Linked DNA regions of Pan troglodytes: region 2 is linked to region 1. Evidence: chromatin contacts called from public Hi-C data. All regions are on one chromosome and are shown on one strand. Each heading gives the region's core, a stretch centred on a gene start, on an enhancer-like site or on the middle of the called end of the contact. The rest is flanking DNA. Distances are from core to core; before and after follow the strand shown.

Region 1 (6,761 bases), core at 3,397-5,896:
TACAATAAAAATAATTTAAATAATAAATGTCATTGTCAACATTTCTGGGGAAGGTAAAAAGAGAAAGGTCAAAAATCAGACCTGATTACCCTAAGCTGAGGCAGCCCCCAGGCATCTGGGAATCTTGCTAGCATCCTCTCTCTCAATATCTCTGTACACCTCCCATGCCAGGACATCAGTGCGGCCTCAAATGCTGAGCAGGTTTTATTTGTGAGTTCCAGGCTATCCAGTGTGATTCCCCGCCCCCTGCCTGAGGTAGGCCTTCTTCCACCTACAATGTCAGTGTAAGCTCCTCAGTTCCTTAGAGGAAACAACAACTGTCCATTAGCATCTGTTAGACGTTTCTGCCTGGATTCCTGCCATTTCCACCAACTCATATGTCAGTTTCATCACACTCCCAAAATTACTTCCCCTTTTAGGATATTCCAGTTAAGCTACCCCTTTTGTCTCAATGACCCAAGTGCAAGATGTCAAGAGTCATCACTGCCACCTCCCTCTCTCCTCTCTCCTGCTCTCCACATCCTGTCCATCATCTGCCGGGTTCTGTGAATTTCTCTTTCATTAAGTCTTATTCATCTGCTCTGTCTATTTCACTGCTGCTATCACCACCATCCAGATTTCATGTCTTCTCCTAGCTGACTAGAAAAGGCTCTTCTCGGTCATCAGGCTTCAGGCTTTCCTCCCTGAACACCGAATCCTACAGATCAACCTTCCTAGAGGTGTCCCTAGGATTGTCATGAATTACCACGGACCATGCAGGCCAACCTCTAAGCCAGGGGTCCCCAACCCCCCGGGCTATAGACTGACACCTGGGCTGCACAGCAGGATGTGAGTGGCGGGCAGGCAAGAGAAACTTCATCTGTATTTACAGCTGCTCCTCATCATTCGCATTACCGCCTGAGCTCCACCTTCTGTCTGATCGGATTAGATGTCACATTGGATTCTCACAGGAGCACAAACCCTACTGTGAACTGCACATGCAAGAGATCTAGGTTGCACACTCCTTATGAGAATCTAATGCCTGATGATCTGTCACTGTCTCCCATCACCCCCAGATGGGACCATCTAGTTGCAGGAAAACAAGCTCAGCTCACAGCTCCCACTGACTCTACATTATGGTGAGCTGAATAATTATTTCATTATATATTACAATGTAATAATCATAGAAATAAAGGGCACAATAAGTGTAATGTTCTCAAATCATCCCAAAACCTGCCCTCCGCCCCTGGTCCGTGGAAAAATTTTCTTCCATGAGTCCCTGGTGCCAAAAAACTTGGGTACTGTGGCTCTAAGCACCTCAGCCTGATGTTCCCAGCAACCCTGGTCTAACTCTGTGCCCCCAATCTCCCTACCCACATGCTCTGGGTTAGTCGAGCTGAGCCTTCTTCTTCCCTGGTATGCACATCCCACATTCCCTTCTCCAGACATTCATCAACAGTTTGGAAGCACCACTGTGCTGGGGCTGGGCTGCAAGTTGATTCTGGCCTGGGCCCTGCCCTCAGAAGGCTCACAGTCCAGCCTGAGGGAGCAGAGAAACAAACTGTCATCACACAATGTGGGAGGCAGCCTACCAGGAGGTAGGCACAAGGTACCAGCAGCTTCCAGAAAGGGACAGTGATAGTGTGTGTGGTGGGGGAGGGAAGGAGAATGAGAGAGAGAAAAAAAAAGAGAGAGAGAGAGATGAATGACTGGGATCAAATCTTGGCTCTAGCATTTATTCACTATGTGACCTCAGGAAAGTTAATTAACCCTTCCTCTCCCCAGTTTCCTTATCTGTAGGATAGAGATGACCAAAGCATCCATTTCATAGCACTTTTGTGGGAGTTAAAGAGTTAATATAGATGAAGCCAACAGAATATTCCAGGTCTATAATATAAGTCAACAAACTTCAGCATTATCATTATTACCTCTTCCCCGTACCCCTGGGCACACCCATCCATCCCTGGGGGCCAATATCAATTCCATCCATGCGCCCTAAGGGCCTTCCTGGCATCCTGGGGCTGCACTCTCTGACACAGCAGCCCGTCTTCGTGTGACCACTCCCTGCCCTGTTCCTTCAGTGCTCACTGTCCCCTCAATTAAATACCGCCCCGGCAGTGTGCTATCTCCTGCACAATATCAGCCTTTCTCCTTCCAAGCATATTGGAGAAAGAGAAAATAAGACCAAGGTGGGGGAAACCTTTGTCAAGCACATGCCATGTGCAAAGCTTTTTACATACATCATCACAGTCAGCTTTCCCACTGTGCCCCATCCCCACCACACACCGGAGGACACGGAGACTCCTGCAGCAAAATGACTTTCTCGATGTCACAGATAACAAGCAGCAGAACCACTCCAAAGTCAGGGCACATCCTGCTTCACCCAGCTCTCTGCAACCTGGCAGACCCATCAGGCTCCTTGCTTTCCTATACTCCCCACCATGACTCAAAATAAGAGAGATCAAAGGCCATGCACCAGGCCCTGCAGCCTCACAACTGTACTTCTAGGCAACAATAAAGCATTATGCAAAGGTATAGCTGGAACAGTGCTTTTTTTTTTTCTTTTTTCTTTTATTATTATTATACTTTAAGTTTTAGGGTACATGTGTACAATATGCAGGTTAGTTACATATGTATACATGTGCCATGCTGGTGTGCTGCACCCATTAACTCGTCATTTAGCATTAGGTATATCTCCTAAAGCTATCCCTCCCCCCTCCCCCCACCCCACAACAGTCCCCAGAATGTGATGTTCCCCTTCCTGTGTCCATGTGTTCTCATTGTTCAATTCCCACCTATGAGTGAGAATATGCAGTGTTTGGTTTTTTGTTCTTGCGATAGTTTACTGAGAATGATGATTTCCAATTTCATCCATGTCCCTACAAAGGACATGAACTCATCCTTTTTTATGGCTGCATAGTATTCCATGGTGTATATGTGCCACATTTTCTTAATCCAGTCTATCACTGTTGGACATTTGGGTTGATTCCAAGTCTTTGCTATTGTGAATAGTGCCGCAATAAACATACGTGTGCATGTGTCTTTATAGCAGCATGATTTATAGTCCTTTGGGTATATACCCAGTAATGGGATGGCTGGGTCAAATGGTATTTCTAGTTCTAGATCCCTGAGGATCGCCACACTGTCTTCCGCAATGGTTGAACTAGTTTACAGGAACAGTGCTTTTAATAGTAAACGGATATTAGACCATCTAAACATCTAACAGTAGAACATTGAGCAAATTACGAGACATGTCCATAAGCTGTGGCACATCTGCATAATGGAACACTATATAGCCCTAAAAACTATGTCATAAAATCTATTTATTGACACAGAAAGATGTTCCTGATGTATCACTGAGTGGGGCAGAGGGGCGTTAAAATGGTACGTATCATTTCTTAGTCGTCTTCTGTGTGCGTGTGTGTGTGTGTGTGTGGGGGTGTGTGTGTATGTGTGTATAGACAGAGACAGAATTAATCCTAGAATGGAATACAGCAAAACAAAATGTAAGTTATCTCCAAGGAGTGAGATTATGGGTGACTTTTATTTTTTCCTCTTTTTTTTTTTTTTTTTGAGACCGCGTTTTGCTCTGTCATCCAGGCTGGAGTGCAATGGCGCAAGCTCAGCTCACTGCAACCTCTGCTTTGCGTATCTGTAATTCCTGATTATTCTGCAATGAACAAATACTATTTCCATAGAAAAAGTTATTTTAAAAAAATAATGAAAAGCACCTCTACAATTGTTAATATCTACCCTATTATGGCTCATCTACACAGAAATAGGAATTGTCATGAAGTGTGCATCAAGAAACAGTTAGTGGAGAACAAGGTTGTGACTGAATAGAAAATAACTCCAGAGGGTGTGGGTCACAGCCCAGAGAAGGCAGGTGTAGGTTAGAAGGTCAAATGCCAAGATGCGAGCCCTGGAGGAGAGGAGGCAGAGATAGGAGGGTCTAGGGACAGCAAAGAGAAACTTCACCCTCTCCCCAGCCCTGCCTCTGGCCAGTCCTGCCGGAACACCTGCAACCTGTGTCCATGACACAACGGCATTTAAATATTTAAACAGACCCAGCTTTGCTGGAACGGCGCACTCAGTCTCCAGGGATCAATCCCATGCCACAAGCCCCGCTCCACAAATCAAGTTTCTGGGGGCACCGAGCCTTTCCTCCCCTCCCCCATCCCACCCCCATCCAAGGACCTGCAAGACAACTGAGTGATGAGCCCAGCTTCCCTTCCGCGACAAAGGCAGTGAGCCTGAAGGCCACGTTATTGGCTTTTCCACTGCAGCTTGAAGCCAAAAGCACGTGAGCCTTAAAGAATATGGGCCTTAATGCCCTCAAAAAATTTTTTTTCTTAGCAAAACTGCAAGAGTCATCTAACTCTCCCTGCTGCACTCAGGTAGGGGTAAAACCAGGGTAGTTTGAAAGAGGTTGAGGTCAAGCAGATTTTCTGGGACTGCCTTGGGCTCAAGCTTTTGTCTGTCCAGTCAGCAGATCCACCCATCCCATTGCACCTCTTGGCCTGTGGCACAGTTTCCCGTGGTATTCCCCAATCCACTGCTCCCTTCATGTCCTCCAGACATCTTGCCTCCCTAGTAAAGAGCATCATTGTTAAGCTGCTGCCTGGGAAGAAAGGCCCACTGTGTGGGGAAGGAGTGCTGATCAGGGCAGTCCGGAGGCCCAAAGGAGGAGCCATCCCCTCATGGACAAAGGAGGAAACCAGTGCCATAGCAACTGAGGTGTAGAACCAGGACTAAACGTCCAGCCTGCTCCTCCCAACAGCCTGACACCCTTCTCTCTGAAGTACACCACTGCCAAGAAACAAGAGACTTTAGAACGGGAAGAGACCCTAGACCCTATTCTGATACTACCCCCACTGGGTGTGGCAACACACTCCCCGACTGGGTTTCTAGAAGGGAGGCAACAGGGTGAAGTGGCCACACAGCTGAAGATGCACATCTGTAGGGTGGAGGTGGTAGAGAACAAAGACTTTGCTGAGACAGAGGTTGCCTTGAGAGGACCCGCTCCTGGTGTGTGACACCTGACGTGACTCAGGAGTGAGTCATGCTTCTAGGAGGGCTTTAGCCATGTCTATTTGCCTTTTGTCACTAATCTAGCCTAATGCCGTAGTTGTGGGGCAGTGATTTTAATAGATTTAAATTTAAAAGACTGGAAATCATATAATTCCTTCCATCCTACTTCAATTGTAACTACTACCTGACTCCAGCCTGCCCGCCTGATGCCTAGAAATTGCCCATCGACAGCGGCCAGGGCTTCACCTCATAAGTAAGTTGTGCGTTCTCATTAATTAACTTTGAAAACGCTTTTTCCGCAGACTTCAAGAGAATGAAACTCCAGGGTAGGAGAGCATATGTAAGGGGCAGTTAGTATGGAAGATGTCCTAGGGTATGGCAGTTCTAGAGCTGAGGACACTGGGATCATATCCCACTGTTCGCATCCTAGATCCCAGCTGTGTGACCATGGACAAGGCCCTACACCTCTCTGAGCCTCAGTTTCTTCACGGTAAAGTGAGGTCAACTGTCCCTGCCTCTCCAGGTTGGTGTGGGGGTTTACAGAGATAATCCATGTGAAACACTTAGCCTAGCGCTCTACACACCCTAAGCACCTACTCACAGGAATTAAGACCATGATTCAGAAAACACTTCGAGGAAAAAAGAAAACTTCCTGCACTGCTTCCCTTGTGTCTAGCAAAAGGGCATATGCCTGCTTTGCTCCTCCCTGCATGGCTAATGCTTAGAGACAAAATGTTCTCCCTGAATATCACATCGTCATCACCAACTTCTTTTCTATGATGTTTCTTGAACAAAGAAAATGGAAAAGTGGGTCTCTCATCAGGAGTCTGCTCCAATGACGCTAACAGAAAAATTCGGGCTTGGGAGCAATTAGGAAGAGAAAAGGCAAACTCTTGAAATGACTTTGAAAACTTTCTAGCAGCCCAAACCCAAGGATTCCTTCCACCTGCCTGTCCCCAGTTATCATCCTGCCTACAAAATGGGGCTAAGGATACTGCTAGGATTTAAAGCGATTAAGTGAATTAAAAATCAAGCGCTGGATAGCTGAGTTGTATATCAATGCGAAATAAATGGAAAGAATAGATTCTAAGGAGACCAACTAAAACACTGATGCAAGCCAGTGGCAACCTGCCTGGAGAATTCCTGGAGACTCCAGAATGTCCAGATGCAAAAAGCAGAAAATAATAAGAGCTGAGCAGTCAGGAGCCAGAAGCCTTCATGTTTAAATGAAGTAGACTTGTCACTGTCAAAAGCCAGTATACACAAGAATCCCCTGAAGAGCGCTCAGAAAATGCAGGCCCCTTGGCCTTCCCTCCAGTGATTCTGATACCGGAGGTCTGATGTGGGGCCCAGGAGTCTGAATTCTAAGAAGCGTCTAGGCATTGCTGTGCAGCTGGTCCGGGCCTACACTTTCACAAACACCAACAGCCTTTTCCACAATGTCCTATTCAGTTGCTTTCTTTGTGCATAAGAAACACTTTTCCTTAAGCAAGAGATTAAAAGGGAAGAAACAGAACTTTAACCCTTAAGCTTGGTAAACTTTCAAGGTAATTAAAAGAGACTGGTTACTTGCTGGAAAACAAAGTATTCATACATCCATACACCATGGATTGGGTAAAACATAAATCATGTTCAGGTGATTTAACATTTCTCTGAGATGGAAGAAATTCAATGACTGAGTAAAAGGCATCAAGCAAACTCTCTATCACCCGGAGTTAGCAGCTACAATAATATTCAAGCCACCCATTTTG
Region 2 (6,414 bases), core at 1,066-3,565, 190 kb after region 1:
TCTGGGAAGCAGAAAGGAATGGCTAATTATAAATGGCCAAGCAACTCCCACCTAGAAAAAGCAAGCAGGGGCATTGTGTGTATGCTAGTGTGTGCATGTGTGTGGCAACACAATTACAAATACATCACATTGCAACTGTTTCTAATTATACGAAGTACAATTCAGAACTAATTCCACTAACCGGCCAGAATTCCGCCACCTTCTTTCCCGCGTCTGTCCCTTCCCCCACCCTTAACCCCACCCTACACAGACTCCCTCCCCAAACACGCACCCTAGTGTGATCCAAAAAACCCTGGAGCGAGTAGGGGAACACAAGCTTAGAGATACTGCGCCCGCCCGCGCGAAAGCGGGCTCCCGGGTAACTAGGGTACGGCTTTCCCAGGAGGAAACAAACCTGGTGCACATGTGAAATAGGTTCTCTAACTTGAGTTTACCAGGTGGCATCAGCCCGGTTATGTGATTTCGGCTGGAAATGGGGAAACTGCAAATCAGTTGTGGGTTCGGTAGAAACAGCATCAGCGGTGTTGCAGCGAAAGCAACCGGCAGCGAGGATGCGGCGAAGTTACGCCCATTTATTCTGCCATAAAACATTTTCTTTCTTGGGTGAAACGCTGTGGCGTTCAAGCGCAGTGTATCCGAGCTTCCGAGCCAGAACTGAAGCCAGGAGCTCCTATCTGATCAGCCTCAGCTTCCAACGTCCTCTTAACGGCAGCTTTCATATAAATATATTTGAAACCTGGGGCCTTCCTACCCCTTTCCCTATTTCTGATGGGCGACGAGCTGGCGCAAACACGTCCGATTCTCCCTGTGCATTCCTTTGCGTTAGGAACCCCCCTACCGTCCCCGGGAGCGAACCTGGTTTTCAACTCCAGGAGTGGCCAGGGGTGAAGACGAGAATGCGCTGAATTAAAAGAACCAGGGTCGACAGCGGCCACGCACCAGGGAGAATTCGGCATGAACCGCCCCCCACCCGACCTGCACCTCCCTCTCCCCCTTCGCCTGCGGCTTCTTCCGGGCGGGGAAGTCCCGGTCGAAGGGGTGAGGACCCCCCAGCCCACCTCGGATACGGAGGGAGCCACCCTCTGCCGATATCACCCAATAGCACCCCTTTCAGAGCGACACTAGTTTTCCGAGGGCACCCCTGGCTCCGCGATCGCGAGCGGACTTGGCGGCTTAACAGTTCCACCGACTGGAAGGAAGGAAGGAAGGAAGGAAGCCAGGATGAAAAGGAGGAGGAAGGCAGGCAGGCAGAAATTGGCTGTTGGACCCGGGGCTGGCCCCCGCGAGTCCTCGCCCGGCCCGCCCCACTCTGTCCAGGATCTGGGCAAGCGCTCAAAGTCTCCCCGAGGCGGCCAGAGGCACCTGCCCCTCGCCCGGCCGGGAGCAGACGCTGCCCCCTCGGGCCAGGAGCCCCAAAACCGCCTCTCCGCCTGCCTCAGCGCCTCACCCTGAGGTGGCGAGAACACCATTCATAAGACCTGCGGCTTCCCTGCCTCCAAATCCACCCCAAGTTAACCCGAATCGTTAATCCACTAAAGCCAGCTCGCTCGCAAACACAGGAGCAGACACACGCGCGATCGCCCGGAGCGCCTCCGAGATCCGGGGGCTGCCGGGGAAAGCCCGGGGCGACCACCTGGGCCCCAGCACGCCCGGGACCCGCTGCTTCCCCCGCGGTGCTCCAACTCCGGAAGGTTTGCACAAACTCCCCGCGAGCGATCGGAAAGCGAAGAGCGCCCTGCAAACTCCGGAGCCTCCGCGGTCCGTCCGCTGGACCCAGCCGACCCAGCGGCGGGGCGGGGGCCGCGGGCTCGGGGGCGCGGGGCTCGGCCAAGTACACCGAGGCGGCCCCTGCCCGACGCTCGCCCCCCGCCCAGCAGCCCCCGGAGCCGCGCTCCCTGCCCGCGAGGCGGGGGACTCCGGGGACCGCGCCGTCCCCGAGCTCCCGCGACCCCCCTGCTGTAGAGCGCTCGAGCGCCGGGCTTCTCCGCCTGCAACCCCTATATCTGGCTCTCTCTGCAATTTAGCAGAACACAAATGTAACAATTTTCTTCTTGTTAATTGCATCTCCTGACATTTCTGCGCGTTGGGGGAAAAAAAGAAGATGAAGAAGTAAGAGCTGAAAGAAGAGAGAAGCCCCGCCGCGGCTGGAGGCGCCTGCAAGCGCAATGCCCTGGCAGCGCTCGCCACGCAGAAGGCGCCTTTTTTTTCATATTGAAACCACGCGGAATATGTACATTTTTTAGTCTTACTTACGCTTTCAGGGGGTTGTGAATGACAGTCGCCATTTTGCTACAATGTAACAGAATATTGTCTGTCTCAGAGTTCTAAAGGTTCGCTCAGGGGAAGCGACGGGCCAATCACAGCGCGGGATACCGGCCCGCCGGCCAATCGGCGCTGCTGGTAGCTAGGTGGGCGGGGCCTGCGCCGTGGTAGTTATTAGGGGAGCTGTCAAAGCCCAGAGGTCACTCCCTTTTGTAGAGCCCGAGAGCCAGCAGGTCTTAAAGGGGCAGTACCGCGCTGGCAGCTCCTTTTCGGGCTGGGGAAAGTGGAGACGCACGGGAGAGTATTATAGTTTGGTTTAACTCCCTGCTTTTCTAAATAACTGCAGAAGAGTTTGCGCTCCCGGACAGAAATATTTAAATATTGCCAGCAAGCCACTGAATCCTATTCATTAGCCTTTGGCTTTGCGTATCAACATTTTTAATCCCCCAAAGGGTAAATCCCCGTGTTTCAGTGCAAAAGTTGGAAGGCTGCCGTTTCGTGTAACAAATTACTACATGTGCTCTGCCGTTTGCTAATGCTCTGGGTCCTGCCGCTTTTTAATATTCTTATTCCCGAAGTGTTCTCTTTATCTCGGCCACCTTCCTCTCTCGCTTCTTGGAACTGCCGCTGCTGTTCCTGGCGACTCCAGGACAGCAACTCACCCTCCCCCTGGAACGTCTCAATGTCAGGCTCGCTCCCTCCTGCAGCCAGGGCTTTCCTTACGTAGTGCAGGGGGGTTACTCTGCGCGGTTCCCCGCTACCACCCCTTCGGTTCTTCCCTCTACACCAGAAACTTCCAAAATGCTCAGATTCCTGCTAGGTGGTGGGACCTGGAGCTCTGATCTTTAGGCTTAGGGGTAGGGAGGACTTAAGGCAACCTTTGGAAACTTTCTACTGCTAGGAAGCAAGTGACTAGGCAGAAGTTGTAGAGCCTGGACTGGGTGTTATCAGGGTCCCTTTAGAGGAGTGGCACACGCGATTCTGGCGTCACCTTTCACTACTTAGATAGAAGGTGGAAAGAATTTGCTAATGAATAATCCGATGTGACCCGAGGCGTCCAATGAGTCTGTGTCTGCTTCAAGTCAGTGTGAACTCTTCACTGGCGAGCCCCTGACAAAACTGGGAGACTTCTGCGAAGTCAGGCTTCCACTGGGCACCGGGAAGCTCTGGGTGGATGAAATCGCAATAAATCGCGAATAGGGTAGGGGCCTCGTTAGCATACAGAAGTCTGGCTACCATTCCAAAGCTGTTTCATCAGGTCAAATAGCTAAGATAGTGGGGGAGGGGTGGCAAGGGGAGAGAAGTTGCCAAATTGCCAGTTCTTCAAAGCTATGCCCTCTCGCTTCCTTTTGCTCCTCTCAAGACAATGAATAAAATAAAATAAACATTCCAGAATTTTAAGAGTTCAACTACATACACTATTAGATTTACAGATAAACAGAACGTGGCTGAATCACTATGTTTTTTAAAGATTTGAAATCTTTAACTCCTCTCTGCGTATTTAAGAAGCAGAATTGAGTTCTATAGATTCCTTTGTAAATTCTTTGCATAGCATCTTGGCAGAGATTACAGTTTGAAAAAGTTGTCTCCTTTTCCAAAATTGAAGTTTGAAAAATCCCTTCTTTACTAATTTGACAAGAAATTGGTTCAGAAGCCTATACTTTGCCTGAGGTGGGCCTTGACATCATTGAAAAGCAAGAGCTGTATTCTGACCCAAGAAGTATGAGTTTGAATTATCAGTTAGAACTCCCAATAACCTCTTTGAGGTATCAAAGACACAACAATTCAGATTAGTAGACGACAACGTATTTTCTTACATGCAGCCTGATAAAGTAGGAAATGTAGAGCATGTCCTGAACAAGATTTACAATGGGGGAAGAGAGAAAAAACAAATGTATATTACATATTAAAGAAAACACATACTCTAAGCATGTACATATCATTTATTGTGTTAAGGCCTGGATGCAGAAACCAGCATAATCTCTAACTACCTAACGAACTTGAAAATGTCAGATCAGATTTATTGATTGGATTGGAAAATAGTGAATTAAAGACAGTACTTTAAAAAAAAAAAAAAGGATAGCCTTACTTTTTGTAACCCAATGGAATGTCATTTTAACTCTATCAATACAGTTATGACTTTTAAAGAAACACTTATATTTAACAAAAGAGTTATTTTAACTTTAGTGTTTACATTATAGATCAAAATATAAAGATTTCTTTTTTTTTTTTTTTTTTTTAACCAGAAGGTTCAAAAGCAAAGAGTAGGCATGTTTAAAGAGGACAGTATCCTTAAACAGTTTTGGAGAAGTTTGGCAGTTCTGGGGCAATTTCATAGTGCTGTACATGGCAGAAGTATGAGCTCTGGAATCTACCAGCCTGAGTCCACTATTTACCAGCTGGGTTACCTTGGGCATATTTACTTGCCAGGATTAAATGAGGTAATACATGTCAAGTGTCTGACACACAGCAAGCTTTCAATCCATGTTATTATTTCTTACAGAGATAATTCTTTCCTTACGGCATATGGAATGTAGGGAATCCAAAAAACAAGGCACAACAGAAAGTGAAATTAGCCATCACATTTAGTTTTCTAAACTCGTTAATCCAAGAAAAATGAGCAAATGGACAACTTGGATTAGAATAAAATAATAAATAAGAATGATGTTTCAATGAGGGGTCACATAACTACATAACCCTAAAAAAGGCTTCTTGCTGATTGTGATACCAAAACACTTTTTAAATTTTTTTTTTTTTTTTCTGAGATGGAGTTTCGCTCTTTTTGCCCAGGCTGGAGTGCAGTGGTGTGATCTCAGCTCACTGCAACCTCCACCTCCCGGGTTCAAGCAATTCTCCTGCCTCAGCCTCCCGAGTAGCTGGGATTACAGGTGCCCGCCACCACGTCCAGCTAATTTTTTGTATTTTTAGTAGAGACAGGGTTTCACCACGTTGGCCAGGCTGGCCAGGCTGGTCTCAAACTTCTGAATTCAGGTGATCCACCCATCTCAGCCTCCCAAAGCCCTGGAGTTTTTTGTCGTTGTTGTTATTGTTTTCAGACAGGGTCTTGCTCTGTTGCTCAGGCTGGAGTGCAGTGGTGCAAACACAGCTCAACATAACTCACTGCAGCCTCAAACTCTTGGGGTCAAGTGATCCTCCCACTTCAACCTCCCAAGTAGCTGAGACCACAGGACAAACCACCATACTCAGTTCATTTTTTAATTTTTTGTAGAGACCAGGTAACACTATGTTGCCCAGACTGATCTCAAACTCCTGGACTCATATGATCCTCCCACCTCAGCCTCCAAAAGTTCTGGGATCACAGGCATGAACTACCGCACCCATAGCCTAAAATCCCATTTCTAAAGCTCCATAGCTATTCATATATTTGAATACACTTCATTGTATTCTATCCCTTTTATCTTGATTTAGCTAGTTAGGCAGCTTAATTTGGAGAGCAGAGTGGCCCCAGAATAATCACCTCCACATCTCACCTGGAGAATGTTGAGCTTCACTGTCCAATATAGGAGCCATGGGCCACAGGTGACTACTGAGCACTTGAAATGTGGCTACTCCCAATTGAGATGCATTGTAAGTATAAAACAATGCACCAGATTTCAAAGACTTAGGACAAATAGAAGGTAAAATATCTCATTATAATTTTTACATTGATCATATGTTGAAATGATATTTTGGATTTACTGGATTAAAGAAAATCCATTATGAAGACTAATTTCACCTATTTCTTTTTACTTTTTTTTAATGTGGCCACTAGGAAATTTTAAATTGTACATGTGGCTGGCATTGTATTTTTATTGTACAGTGTTGCACTGTACAATAAAATGAAGAGATCTGCCTTTTTGCACTGTACAATAAAAACATATAAGAAGTGTGTGTCACCAGGGAAAGAAGTGTGGGGACCATTCTCAACCATGTTAACTCACCCTTGATGTCAGTGAGTGAAACTCCCTGGCCCAGCTCAAGTATTTGTTGAATGCCATCCATTTGAAGGAACACTGGGCACAACCAAGGACCCAAGAACCTAAGCCAAAAGGACATCCATCTCTCTTTTTCTTAATTATTTATTTTATTTTTTGAGGCTGGAGTACAGTGATGCGATCTCGGCTTACCACAACCTTTGCCTCCCGGGTTCAA

What was found. A called contact is a pair of places that touch in the nucleus more often than the background predicts.
Region 2: a contact with region 1 is called in a Hi-C map of stem cell-derived neural progenitor cells, with 3 times the contacts expected there. The contact joins the promoter of DPF3 here to the enhancer-like site in region 1. A contact is called at or near these places in 2 of 7 Hi-C or Micro-C datasets (induced pluripotent stem cells and stem cell-derived neural progenitor cells) and 1 of 1 datasets of contacts at active chromatin or transcription factors (stem cell-derived excitatory neurons).

Annotation. Positions count from the first base shown.
Region 1 is chr15:70,679,680-70,686,440 of NHGRI_mPanTro3-v2.0_pri, forward strand. The region is part of intron 6 of DPF3 (double PHD fingers 3); the gene reads right to left. Among named protein-coding and RNA genes, the nearest start is that of DPF3, 190 kb to the right of the region's middle. Within about 2 kb of position 4,647, at least 8 of the 24 cell types and tissues checked have an H3K27ac peak or open chromatin away from gene starts, as enhancers often do. A contact at or near this core is called in stem cell-derived neural progenitor cells, where this site is marked.
Region 2 is chr15:70,868,083-70,874,496 of NHGRI_mPanTro3-v2.0_pri, forward strand. DPF3 (double PHD fingers 3) reads right to left here and starts at 2,316. Exons shown (of 11, transcript XM_054666070.2): 1 at 2,254-2,316. The coding sequence starts at 2,285.